Linked DNA regions of Zea mays: regions 2 and 3 are each linked to region 1. A link is a contact called in public Hi-C data. All regions are on one chromosome and are shown on one strand. Each heading gives the region's core, a stretch centred on a gene start, on an enhancer-like site or on the middle of the called end of the contact. The rest is flanking DNA. Distances are from core to core; before and after follow the strand shown. Region 1 holds the start of LOC100274749. Region 2 holds the start of LOC100283638 (saposin-like type B, region 1 family protein). Region 3 holds the start of LOC100274065.

Region 1 (4,335 bases), core at 1,595-4,094:
CTCGACCTCGACCTCGGAGGAGCCTCCGCCTCGCCCGACCCAGGGCTCGGACCGACCACGTCACAGGGGGAGCCATCATTACCCTACCCCTAGCTAGCTCAGGCTACGGGGAACAAGACCGGCGTCCCATCTGGCTCGCCCCGGTAAACAAGTAATGATGGCGCCCCACGTACTCCATGACGACGTCGGCTCTGAGCCCCTTACGGAAGCAAGGAGACGTCAGCAAGGACTCGACAGCCCCGACAGCTGTCCTTCCGCCAGGCTCCAGCGCTCCTCCGACGGCCACGACATCTCATGAACAGGGTGCCAAAACCTCTCCGGCTGCCACGACGGCATGTACTTAGGGCGCTAGCTCCTCTCTGCTAGACACGTTAGCACACTGCTACACCTCCCATTGTACACCTGGGCCCTCTCCTTACGCCTATAAAAGGAAGGCCCAGGGGACTCGTACGGAAGGTTGGTCGCGCGGGGGAACGGGGCGGCGCGCATAAGCCTCTCTCGCTCTCTCCCACGCGGAAGCTTGTAACCCCCTACTGCAAGCGCACCCGACCTGGGCGCGGGACAAACACGAAGGCCGCGGGTTTCCCCTTTTACGCCTGTCTCCCTCTGGTTTCCCCCCTTCGCGCTACGTCTCGCGCCGACCCATCTGGGCTGGGGCACGCAGCGACAATTTACTCGTCGGTCCAGGGACCCCCGGGTTGAAACGCCGACACACGTGTTGGCACTGGAGCTCTGCTTTGGCAGGGGGATGATGTGGGAATGTGTGACAATGGGGCACCCTCGGGCCACTTTTGATTAGGAATCCAAAACATGCCCGAGGGGGTCTGGGCCCTAGCCACAAGGACCCATACATGTGGCGCCCCTAGACCTCACTTGGCCTGAGGTCCGTGTTGCATACGTGAAGTCCATCGCTGATCTTTTAGCCAAAGAGTACCTTTATTCCTGGGTCTTGGAGCACTTTCGGAACTCCCTCCCTGGGGACCTGATGGGCCCATGCGAAGGTCTGGGTCCTAGCTATGAGGGTTCAGACCAGTCGAGTTTGCTGATTATTTTGGGGCCTGTGGCGATCGTAGCCCATCCTAGGAGATGGGCCTAGCTGGTCCATGGCTACATATGGTGGGCCTTAGTCCTGAGTAGGGTTGTCCATCCAGTAGTCTTATTGATATGGGTGGCCAAAGTGGTCTCGCCTTGACCTAGCAGGAGTGGGTACCCCATATTTAGGGTACCGACAGCCTGGGCTCAAGTGCTGACAGTGTGAGCCCGAGGCTTATATTATAAGTGTGCCCTTGGCCCGTACGCTCTGCGCTAGCAAGGGTACAGAATCACTACGTGGCTCCAGGGTGCATGGCACGACCCTTCACTTAGAAGAAAGCTTTTTGTCTGCAACCACACTACCCGCATTTATTGCAGGGTATCTGAAGCGTGCTCTACATGATGATGGGGAGTGACATGCTATACAGAGCGACAAGACTGCCCCACGCGTTTCCAAGACGCTCAACGTCATGCCTACGCCACACACATTTAATGCGAGATCAAGATAGTGCGAGTAACCGAGGCGTTTATCTCAGGTGTCTAAGCAACGCCATCATGAGGCGCCGCTCGGCCACCCGATACACCCACTGATGCACAGATCGGATGTGACAACACGAAGATATCACATTAATTCTCGCATGTACCTGCAACAGCAACATACTTGATAGCTTCCAAAGCATACATAGGATGATGAACAAAGAGAACATACCTGATCGTGAAGTCGGCACGATAGTCGGGGGAGGAAGATCTCAACTCATAGTTGTACTTATATCTTTGGGTAGTATATGTTTAAGATAGGCACGCTGGGCCCACTTGTTCGGTCCAACTCTCTTGTGTGTGCTCCCATCAGACTATAAAAGGGGAGCACAATGTGATGCAGGGGGACAACCCTACACTTAATCTCTCAAGCAATCCAACTCATAGTGGATGTAGGGTATTACGCTCAAGCGGCCCGAACGACTCTAAACCGTTGTGTTCTTGTGTTCATCCATGTGGTCAGGTAAACTTCTAAGCCCCCTCCACATCTTAGGATTAGAGGGGTGCATTTTGTCTTGGGTGGTGAAGAATTTCTGCCTCCGACAGACACAATTTTTAAGGTTGTCTTCGGTAGATGCCGAAAATAGGAGATTTACACCGTAGATACCACTAACGCCCCGTTTGGATCATTGGAATTGAATTTCATTCTAATAATAGTAATTTAGGCATATATCAATTAAGCTAATTCGATTTTACGCAAAATATATTTATATACTATTATTAGCAAGATATCGAAGATATTTATATGTTATATTTTTACTATAGAGGAGTGAGACGAAGAGTGTCGTGTAAGTTACATAGTAGAAACAAATTCTATTAATGCATAAAATCATTTTTCATCTCCACCCCATGAATTTGAGATAGACTTATATCTGAACTTTGAAAAGTGATGGAATGTCAAATTCCAAACTAAATAAGTTACTTTATTGAGTGAATTCTAATTTCTCTAAAATAAAGAGATCTAAACACCTCGTAAGTAAAATTTAAAATACTAAATGAGATAGAAGATACGATAGTAGAGCTGCTACTTAAAAAACATAGTGCACGCAATGGTCCGAAGCTGTCGGGTTCAGATTCGGAGCATAGGACAGAAGACCGCACCCGCTTCAAAAACGCGTGCGGGTGCGGCGGCGGCTTCTGCCGACGCATCCTGCAGGTTTGGGAGGCAAGTTGGAGAAACGGGCAAAACCCACCAAAGCCAAGGACACTGCAATTTACACAAACACCCCTTGCTCGCCGCCTATTTGTATTTTCCGCGCTTCTCTCCTTCGCTCTTTTCTTTTTTCTCCAAACCATCGTCGGCTGCGGCACTCCTGAAGGGAGGAAGCCCCAAGCCCTTGCCGCCGCAGCTGCCGCAGCCAGCAACGAACCGTACATAGGCAGGGACGAAGCGATGGAGGGAGCCAATGGAGTCGGTGGGTCGGAGTCCGAGCGGAAGCCGCTGTCAGAGGTGGTCGGCGACTGCGTCCAGCGCTGGTTCCAGGACGCGTACAAGGAGGCGCGCAAAGGAGACATCGCCAACCAGGTGCTTGTAGCGCAGATGTTCTTCTCGGGTTATGGGACCCCCAAGAACGAGTACAAGGTATAGCAAGGCACCTTGTTTAAAATGAGATCTCTTTTGATTCAGGTTCCTTATGCAGTCGTCTGTGCGAGATAGATGGGGATTCAGTTCAGCTTCCTTGTTTAGCTCAATTTATTATAGTTTCTCCTTTTCATAGCCACGATTGTCCTGTTTGGACGATCTTAAGGGACTCCTGGGTACTGGGTTTACCTGATCAAGTCCAGATTCAGATGTGTAGGGGTTTTAATGTGCGGACTTGCTTCCTGGTGGAAGAGTTGTTAGTCGTTCCTAAAGAAAATATCAAGGGATCCCCTGTTTCCTGATTAATCCACAACAGAGACACATAGTATGGGGAGCTTTGTTTCTCTTCCTTACTGAAAATTTGGGACTCCGTTGTCGAATTTTTGGCAGATGCAACATTAATATTAGTATTTTACCATAATCTATCCTTAGTGTTTCAGATCCAGTCTTAAGTCACTTTGTTTGCGGTTAAGATACATCCAATGGGATTCAACAAGCTTTTGTAGTTCCAGTCTCGTCAACTGCTGCTTTTCTGGGCCTTTTATGCAACCTGCTGACAAGAACAATTTAAGAGTTGGGGAGATAACACTGGCATACAGTTTCACGGACTCAAATATCAAAACTTTGGATTTGGGAACACAGATAACACTGCCTTGCTTGTTTAGACTGGTCATTAAATTCTGTTAAATATGATGTTTCCTTAATTTTCTCATGGTACACAATATTGTTGAGTTCTAGCTTTTCGGAACCATTTTATGGTGGGCCTACTCATTAAAGGATTATGCGCTTTGCACATCGAGCATGATTTTTATCTGGTGACATCCATGACTCATGTATTGATTTGGTGAGTTAGTTCAAAAGTAGACTAGAATGCTTTTTTTTTCTTTATCTATGGGATATGCTTTTAGTTCTAAAAATATACATACATATATACATACATATATATATATATATATATATATATATATATATATATATATATATATATATATATATATATATACTTAAATCGATTTAGACCATATAACGATTTTCTAGTTGGTAACAATATCTGTGCTCTATGAATGGTGAAATTTCTTTTTCTTAAGTGGTGACCGGTGAACCTGTCCGTCTATCCTCCTTTTCAGTTTCGACATCTCAGAACTAAAAATAGCGCAATAGGTATACATTCAAAAGCCGGGATG
Region 2 (4,106 bases), core at 1,558-4,057, 280 kb after region 1:
TTACCTGAACCGAGGTACGCCCGCCAACCTAGGCCCTCAGCTCCTCAGGCCCTTCGGCCCTACGGTGGGCACTTGGAGCGGGACATCGGCCTTCTCCACCACCTCTGCCTCCTCCTCGCCTACGGGGTTAGGTCCCGGCTCGGCTGACACCCATGCCGCGGATAGGGACGCTGTCGCCCTAGGTGTGGGCACGTCCTCGTTCCTGGATGGGCCCACCGAGGTCGGCTCGGACCAAAGCCTGACCTCGAGGCTGAAGCCCAGCTGGACCTCCATCCCCTCCTCCTCCTCGTCGTCATCATCCTCAGTGATGGGAGAGGGCTCTAACGTCACCCCTCTCTCTCCTGCGTCTGGCTGTGCTTCTCCAACACGTCGTAGGCCACCCTTTTCTCGCGGGCCCGCTTCTTCTTTGTGTCCTTCCTCTTTTTTCCTTGGTGGCCAACCGACACGCCGTTCGACCGACCGCGTCCTCTGGGACCGGAGGGCGGGCGATTTGGTATCCTCGTAGCCCTGCAAATGGGTGGAAAAAGTAGAATGGGACAAAGAAGAAAGGATGGAAGCAGATGCAAAGCTCGAAACTTACCAGGGACACATAACCCTGGTTGGGGCGCATCGGGACGGGGAGGGTGTAATACGCCTTCCCCACTGTCCCCTTCACTCGCCGGAGGAGCTCGTCGGTGGAGAGGGTGGTCGAGGCCATTCAGGAACTCTCCACGGAGGCCTCAGGCGTCATTTTGTCTTGGCGAAGCCGACGCTTCGCCCACGACAACACCCTCCTACGGTGGAAGGTGGCGACAACCCTGGCTGCAGTGAGCCCCCGGTCATGGAGTCTCCGTAGAGCATCCAGTAGCAGCTGCAGCTGGGCTTGGTGCTCTCGCGGCGCGCCCCATCTCCAGTGTTCCCTCACCACGAAGACGACTCACTGGGTATACACAGGCAGCCGCTTGTCGTCGTTGCGGAGGTAGAACTAGCTGCTCTGCCACCCCTTGTTCGATGAGGTGATGGTGGCAGGGATGTAAAGTTGTGCTCGATCCGAGTGCAGCTGGAGCGTACAACCACCGGCCCTCACCATGTGGCGCACCTTCCTCACGTCCGTGGGGAGGGAGAATGTCTCCACACAGAAGAGGTGGAGCCACAAGTCCCAGTGGGGCTCGATCCCTAGATACCCCTTGCAGACCGCGCACGAAGATGGTTGCCTAGGCGATGGAGTTGGGGTTGAAGTTGTTGAGCTCCACCCGTAGTAATGGGGGAGCTCCCACATGAAGCAGCTTGCGGGCACCCCGAATCTCCGCTCATGGAAGGAGGTGAAGCTGACCACGTAGCCCACAGGCGGGGTCGGCTCTTGCTCGTCTCTCGGTGCAAACCACTCACGATGCGCCCCGTAGGAACGGGGGCATAGCAGTCCTCCGTCCACCAAGGCTTGCAGATCTTCGTACGTGACGGAGGAAATGGGCCACGTGTCGCGGGGGGGGGGGGGGGGAGAACACTGAGCTTCTCAGCCATAGCAACCGAGGAGGAAGACGAAGGAGGGCGCACATGCGTTTTTTTTCTTTCTGTGGCTAAGGAAGGCAAAGGTGAGGTAAGAAACGGGAGGATCCCATCTCGGTCACCGAGGGTTGGGCTGAGCCTCCCCAAGTCAAAACCGGGAGTGGGCTTTGTATCTTCGAATTTGACGCGCCGCAACGGACGACCTGTGGGTCATCACGTCTCATCACATTAATTCCCACCTACGGGTTGCATGTCCTGTCCGGATGACGCAAGGTAACGGGCGCCGCTTCGCCTCCCTGGGTAAGCGCATCAAAAGGTGTGCCACACTCTCTCCCCGTTTTCCATTCCTCCACAGGTAGCAGGAAGGGGACGCCCCCTCAGGGGTTCGAAGGGGGCTTGGGTACGTGATCGAGCCATCGGCCTTGGCCTCGGCTCTCAGCAGAAATCGGGCGGGCATAAGTCAACAACAAGTATAAGGGCCCGTTTGGTTCCTTTAGTCTAGGGACTAACTAAAGTTTAGTCCCTACCATGTTTGGGTCTAGGGACAAATTATTCAAAATGCATTAAATGGAGCAAAAGAGGACTAAAATACCCCTTAGCATTCTTCCGCCATTATCGCAACTGAAATAAAGGAGGGGCAAAAATTGGAATTTATATGGTTTATTTCCTTTTAGTCACCCCTTAAGGGTTGATTTGGTGACCGGGGATCCCGAGGGGAAGAAATCCTCTTGCTATTCAAAATTGAATTGCAAGGGGATTCCTCCCCCATGGATCCCCTAGGGATCCCTAATCACCAAATCAGCCCTAAGGGACTAGAGACAAACAGTTTAGTCCCATCGTTTGGCAATTTAGGAACTAAATAGGACTAAAATAGAGGGACCAATCTTTAGTCACTCAAACCAAATGAGGCCTAAGACTCATGCTCCCGTCCATACCGTTTACTGGGACTCGGCTTAACCTCCTCATTGTTCGTGACCAGCTCCGGTACTCCTATACCCCTCCTTGTGGCTATAAATAGGGCAGTCTACGACTTCAAGGGGGCAAGGCGGACACTTCACAGTTTTTACCACCACTATGATATTGACACTTATTTCAATTAACTCCTGTGAATTGGGATCCCTCTCTCTCTAGATGAACTTGTATTCCTTACAATAAGCACTTAGTTACAAGTAATATAAGTCTCACTCCTACTCTGCTGAAAGTAGTGACTTCTTTTGTCTGATCAGAATAAAGACTTGTGTAATCTTGCATTATCCCGTGTCAGGACACACAGTATTATTTCAATTGTTGGTAAGACCCTGGATCGACACATCGAAAGAAATAGAAATAGAAATTATGGTAACACCCTAATACATTCCCTCGCTCGCGGCCTTGTACAGCATACTGTCCTTGCGGCGCTGCTGGCTCCGCCGGGTGTTGGGTCAACGTTCTCCCGTCCCCCCGAGCGCAGTCTCGCGTGGTTCTCCCGTCCCCCGAGGCCCGAGCGTAGTCTCTCTCTTTTGCCGTGGTTCTCCAGTCCTCCCTCATCCGCTCTCTTTCTTTCTCTCGTGGCGAGTGGTAACGACGTCAGGTGCTCAGGTCTTGTTCAGGCCCTTCGCCGGCGACGAGCACACAGCAGTATGCCTAACCTTTCTCTTCCCCTAACTTAGGGTGGGACTAATTTGTAGTTACTCTATTTTATTCTATTTTAGTTCCTAAATTACCAAATATGTAACCTAAAATAGAGTTTTAGTTTCCACATTTAAAATTTAGAGACTAAAATAGAATAAAATAGAGGAACTAAAAATTAGTCTCTAGAAACTAAACACCCCATAACTGTTTGTATTCGAATAGGGTGTTATTACACAGTATACATGTAGTATTACTCCTACTAAATCTGATTTTTTTGCCAGAAATCATGGAGAAAATAAAGTTAATCTTTTTAGATGCATATCTGGTGTTCATGTATTTTTTTACTTATTTTGAGTTGTCGTTAGGTTTACTTGAAAATTTGCACATAATGAAAGAACAAAGAAACAAGTTGGAGTGGATAACAGAGCCAACTGAACTTTTTTCCCTCTCTTCGAAATTGATAGTCATTTCTATTATAGTCTCCTATATTGTTGTTTGAAGCCAACTTCAAACCAAGTTTAATGATCTGAGACAAAACTGAATTTCATTCAAATTCTGCTACTTTTGATTTTGAAAGAAAAACAAGGGCAACTGGAACATATTTTTGTAACAAACCACCGGGTTTATTGTCCAGCCCTCAGATTTGTGCTTGAAAGGAAATTATCTGCCTCTTTTTTATGTCTACCATTTAACTTTTGCATTATCTGCTAGTTTAGTTACTAGTTAGCAAATAATTGATAGTGACATTGTTTATGGAATGGACTGAATTGTTCCTTATAATTCATATGTGTTACATGCAGAATGGATACAGGAGCTCAAGCTATGTTCATCATCAGTCTTGTGCTCTGGTGTACTACAAGCTTTGCCTTGGATGATGCTGGTGCGTAATGATTTATTGTATGCAAACCTGTGTAGGGCGAGTATTACATCTCTAGTAATTTTGTTTTATTCAATTTTCTCAGAATAAAGTTTTGATCATGTGATAAAGGTCTAGTATTCTATTTTTTAGG
Region 3 (4,039 bases), core at 880-3,379, 310 kb after region 1:
ATGGAAACAATGAATATCTTGTAGCAATTGGGGGCCTTGATGAAAATTTTACATTGAAGGAGTACAAATTTATTGAAGATCCATTACAACAAACTAGTACCTGCAGTTGTGAGAAATTCAATAGAGTTGGAATATTATGTGTCCATGCTATAAAAGTCCTTGATATAATGAATATCAAGTCATTACTCACACAATATATTTTCAAGCGATGGACCCGAGAAGCTCATAGTGAAACTGTACAAAACAATCAAGGTCAAAACACATAATAGAGAATCCAAGATTAGATTGTATGATTCGTTGCAAATATATGACTCGCAAGTTTCTCAATTTAGCATAGAGTTGCTAGCTATGCAAGCTACACCTTATTTTTTTGAACATAATGGCAGGAGCTCTGCCTCTCAATTAAGAAGAATAGAATTGATCCAGTTTTAAGGAAAACCGGACCCAAAACCTACACAGGGCGCACGGTAGAAAAACCGGTGAAGGCCCTAACAAACCACCTAGACAACAGCAGCCTCACACACACAAACACATCTAGAGTCATTGTTGCCAAGCTCAAACACAAGGGACGAGCAGCTCCGACTCCCCAAGACGAGCCGCACACTGCCAAAGCAACTCGACGACGCCTAAATCCAGACACCGACGCAAGGAATAAGATCACGGCGCGCCATCGTTGCCAAGCCTCGCACACCCCACACGAGGCAGCTCCGATTCTTCGCCACGAGCAAAGATCCACAACGCCGAACTCCGGGAGAAAACAGACGCCTAAAGCGACAATGGCCCCGACACCACCGAGCCAAGCGGAGTGACAAAGAGCCTCCACAACGCCGACGAACACACAAACTAGAGGTCTTCTGGGCTGTGCCTTCAAGAAGGAGAAACGAAGTCGAAAAGTCGTCGCCGCCCGCCTGGTACCAACCAAGCAAAGTTTCCTCCGAAGACCTCCTGTCGTCCGCCGACCCACCAACCCAGCAACCCCAACCTTCAGAGCCCCAACGTCGGACGAGCACCAGCGAAAGTCCCCAAGAAGGCCGAGGCGAGGGTTCCCGCATTGTGGTGAGAGGTCCAAGGACAGCACCCTCAATAGGGCAGGGGTGGCGCCCGCGGGCGTCACCGCTGTCCGCCCGCAAGCGGGCATGGCTTTCGCCAGAGGCCCTCCCACCACACGCCCCAACGCACGGAGCTAGCCGCCCCTGCAGAAGGCGCCGCAGACAGCTGCAGATCCGGCGACGGCCAACGCCCCGACCAAGGCAAGTACAGGCAAGCCACGCCGCCACCACAGCGCGCCAGCCGCACGCGTGGGTGCCGACGCCGCAGACCAGCTACGACCACGCGAGCGCGCAGGCACCGCCGCAGCAGCCGCAAGGCCACCCGCCCAAGCCAGCAACAGGGAGGAGCGGCGGAAGGCGACCAGCCCCCCAGATCCGGGCAGACAGCCCGCAGATCCAACCAACCCAACGCAGATCAAGACGCCGACCACCTCATCGTAGACGCAGACGAGTGGAGGTCCCGCCACCGCCAATCCGGTCGACTGCGCAGGCCCACCGACGCACCACGCCGAACACCACCCCGGCACATGCCCGGGACCAGCCTGTCGACGCCTCCGAAGGCTGGCACGCGGAGGCCGCGAACCCCACGCGCACTAGATTCCAGACCTCCACGCGCGGCGCCGCTCCCTGCCCTGGGGGCGCCAGACAGCACCTTCTCCGCGCCTGCGACCCACGGCCGGCCGCATGCCCCCCTGCTGCGCGAACACCCATCCAGGACCCGCAACGCCCGGATGTGCCATACGAACGTCGCGCTCACTGCCGCCAGGATGCCGCCGAGGCTGAGCCGCGCCGGCGAAGGGTCGCCGCCCCACACACGCCGCTGCCACCTCCTGGAACCCGACTAGATCCGGGCAGACGCGACCAAACCAGAGAAAAATCGCCTCGCCGCCACCTTCCTTGGGGCCGCGCGGACATCCGGCGGCGCCCTCTGGTGACGGCGAGGTGGGATGGAGTGGAGGGAGGGGGCGGCGGCGCTAGGGTTTCGGCCGCCCGTGTAGTAAGTTGACATCCTTAGCAAGCAAGTTGAGGAAGAAATCAATAATTGTAGTAGTACAGTGGATCCAATCACTTCTCCCTCGAATGTCACTCTCCCATGTAATTTGGTTAGTACAACACAACTAAAGAAGAAGGAGGTGGAGACAAAAAGCTCAAAGCGGAAAAAAGTTAGGTTGAAAAGATGCATAAGGGCTAAAAAGGGACATAAGAAAAGGGGAAAATGTTCAGTGGTACGTCGCAGACTAGAATAATTTGATTGATTTTAATTGTATTAGTGTCTAATTGTATTACTTATTTCATTCTCTTTTATAAGAAGGAACAAAAAGCTACAACGGTGCCATTCGGTGAGAGTGTTCCAGCAGTCCAAAATATGTCCCCTAGTACAACAACTGTGCAATTCGAAGATGGTGCTGTAGCAGTCCCTAGTACTTTTTGCTAGAAGGAAGGGGTGCCTGAACATGTATGGCCATCCATAAATTTTCTCGGTTGTTGATGGTAATATTTAACAACGATGACATAATTATTCAGATGATATTTCATAATAAAAAGAATTCAATTGTTGTTCTTTCCTCTTGTAGGGACCAATCACCTATGATCTTACTGCTGAATTTTAGTTTAAAATCAGCACAGTTTGTTTTTTTGTACAACCTCGGATGTTTGTCTTTGCAGATGGAGAACAATATAAGCTTTTGTGTTGCCTTTCCACTCGCAGATGGGGAATAGTATGAGCTTTTGGGTAGCCTCTAAATTATGGATAGCTTTTGGTTTTTTGTGGCTGAAGTGTAAAGCCACTTGAGTGTTTGGTTTTCTCAACTGCCATCACTGAGATGAGATCATCAATATCAGTTGTATAAATTGGAGCATGGTCATTCTGGAATCAATACTATCTGAAACTTGTTCGCTAATTTCATTCATATTTCACAAACTGGTACAAACATCACAATAGCACCAGAATATCAGTCTAGAATTGATCCACAATCATCATACTCGATATTGATCCACAATCTCAATCTAGAATTGTTTCCTATCTAATCAGAATACATGTCTCTGTCGCCCTCCTATGAAGCAGGTAGAGAGCTTCGTGGCTGTGCTCTCTTGAGTAAGGTCTGACGGCTCTGCAGCTAGTTTGGGCGTCAGGGGCATCCACCGTATTCGTGAGGAAGTCGAGATCTCACAACGGACCGTCGCTCGAGCACTCCATGGAGGCAGTCTGCAGATGAACGAAGAACAGTCATGCCTGCTTTCGGGGGGAAAAAAAAAGAACAGACATGCCGACGGTACTGCGAGACATGGCTGTCGCTCTTGGACGGGTCCCGCAGCATCCGACATGGTGATGCCAGACCGCTATGGCAGCAGTTGGCGACGGGGAAGGGACCTTGGGCGGAAGACGACGGTTAAGGCGAAGGAGCGAGTCGCCTGCTTGCCATGGCGATGGAAGCGGCGGCCGGCAGAGGATCTCATCCCGTAGAAGCGAAGGACCGATGGGAATTAGATGGGCCACCTGTCCCGGCCCATGAGCGAGTCATCGTTGGATTTAAACGCATGGTGCATGGTTAGGATGAGACGACTGCATAGACACGTTAGCTTAGACAAAGTGTAACACAATAAATATATATCATCATCAGTTTATAAATATATAGAATAAAAAAAAGTCTAAATATTTGGTTTGAATCGGTAAGCAGGTTCCCGAATGACGTGCCAGCCACAGCTAGCCCCTTTGGTACCCAGATTGACGGCCGTTTGTACAGTAGTAGAATCACTTATGAGACTTTAAGAATTTCGTCGTTGAAGCAAGCCTTGTTGTGACGTTTGACATTTTAGATTTTGAGACGTGAGACTAGAAAGAAATGTTAAGACTAGAAACTCTGTTTCTCCTGGTGCCAAAACTAAATAAATTTGAAGACTGAACATTCAAATCCTGCGCTTTGTTTGTCGGCTGCCCCATCCCCCCCCCCCTACTCGCGCTTCCTGAGCAGTCAACACGGAGCCGTGGC

The links. A called contact is a pair of places that touch in the nucleus more often than the background predicts.
Region 2: a contact with region 1 is called in a Hi-C map of tassel, with 2.1 times the contacts expected there. The contact joins the promoter of LOC100283638 here to the promoter of LOC100274749 in region 1. A contact is called at or near these places in 2 of 25 Hi-C or Micro-C datasets (leaf and tassel).
Region 3: a Hi-C map of leaf shows a contact between it and region 1, with 6 times the contacts expected there. The contact joins the promoter of LOC100274065 here to the promoter of LOC100274749 in region 1. A contact is called at or near these places in 2 of 25 Hi-C or Micro-C datasets (bundle sheath and leaf).

What each region holds. Positions count from the first base shown.
Region 1 is chr8:112,769,210-112,773,544 of Zm-B73-REFERENCE-NAM-5.0, reverse strand. LOC100274749 reads left to right here and starts at 2,844. Exons shown (of 3, transcript NM_001149041.1): 1 at 2,844-3,151. The coding sequence starts at 2,963.
Region 2 is chr8:112,485,670-112,489,775 of Zm-B73-REFERENCE-NAM-5.0, reverse strand. LOC100283638 (saposin-like type B, region 1 family protein) reads left to right here and starts at 2,807. Exons shown (of 6, transcript NM_001156539.2): 1 at 2,807-3,102; 2 at 3,897-3,976. The coding sequence starts at 3,898.
Region 3 is chr8:112,457,125-112,461,163 of Zm-B73-REFERENCE-NAM-5.0, reverse strand. LOC100274065 reads right to left here and starts at 2,129. Exons shown (of 1, transcript NM_001148444.2): 1 at 373-2,129. The coding sequence starts at 1,138. The coding sequence ends at 452. It overlaps LOC118473127 (a long non-coding RNA gene), which reads left to right and starts at 2,190. Exons shown (of 2, transcript XR_004852014.1): 1 at 2,190-2,275; 2 at 2,362-3,305.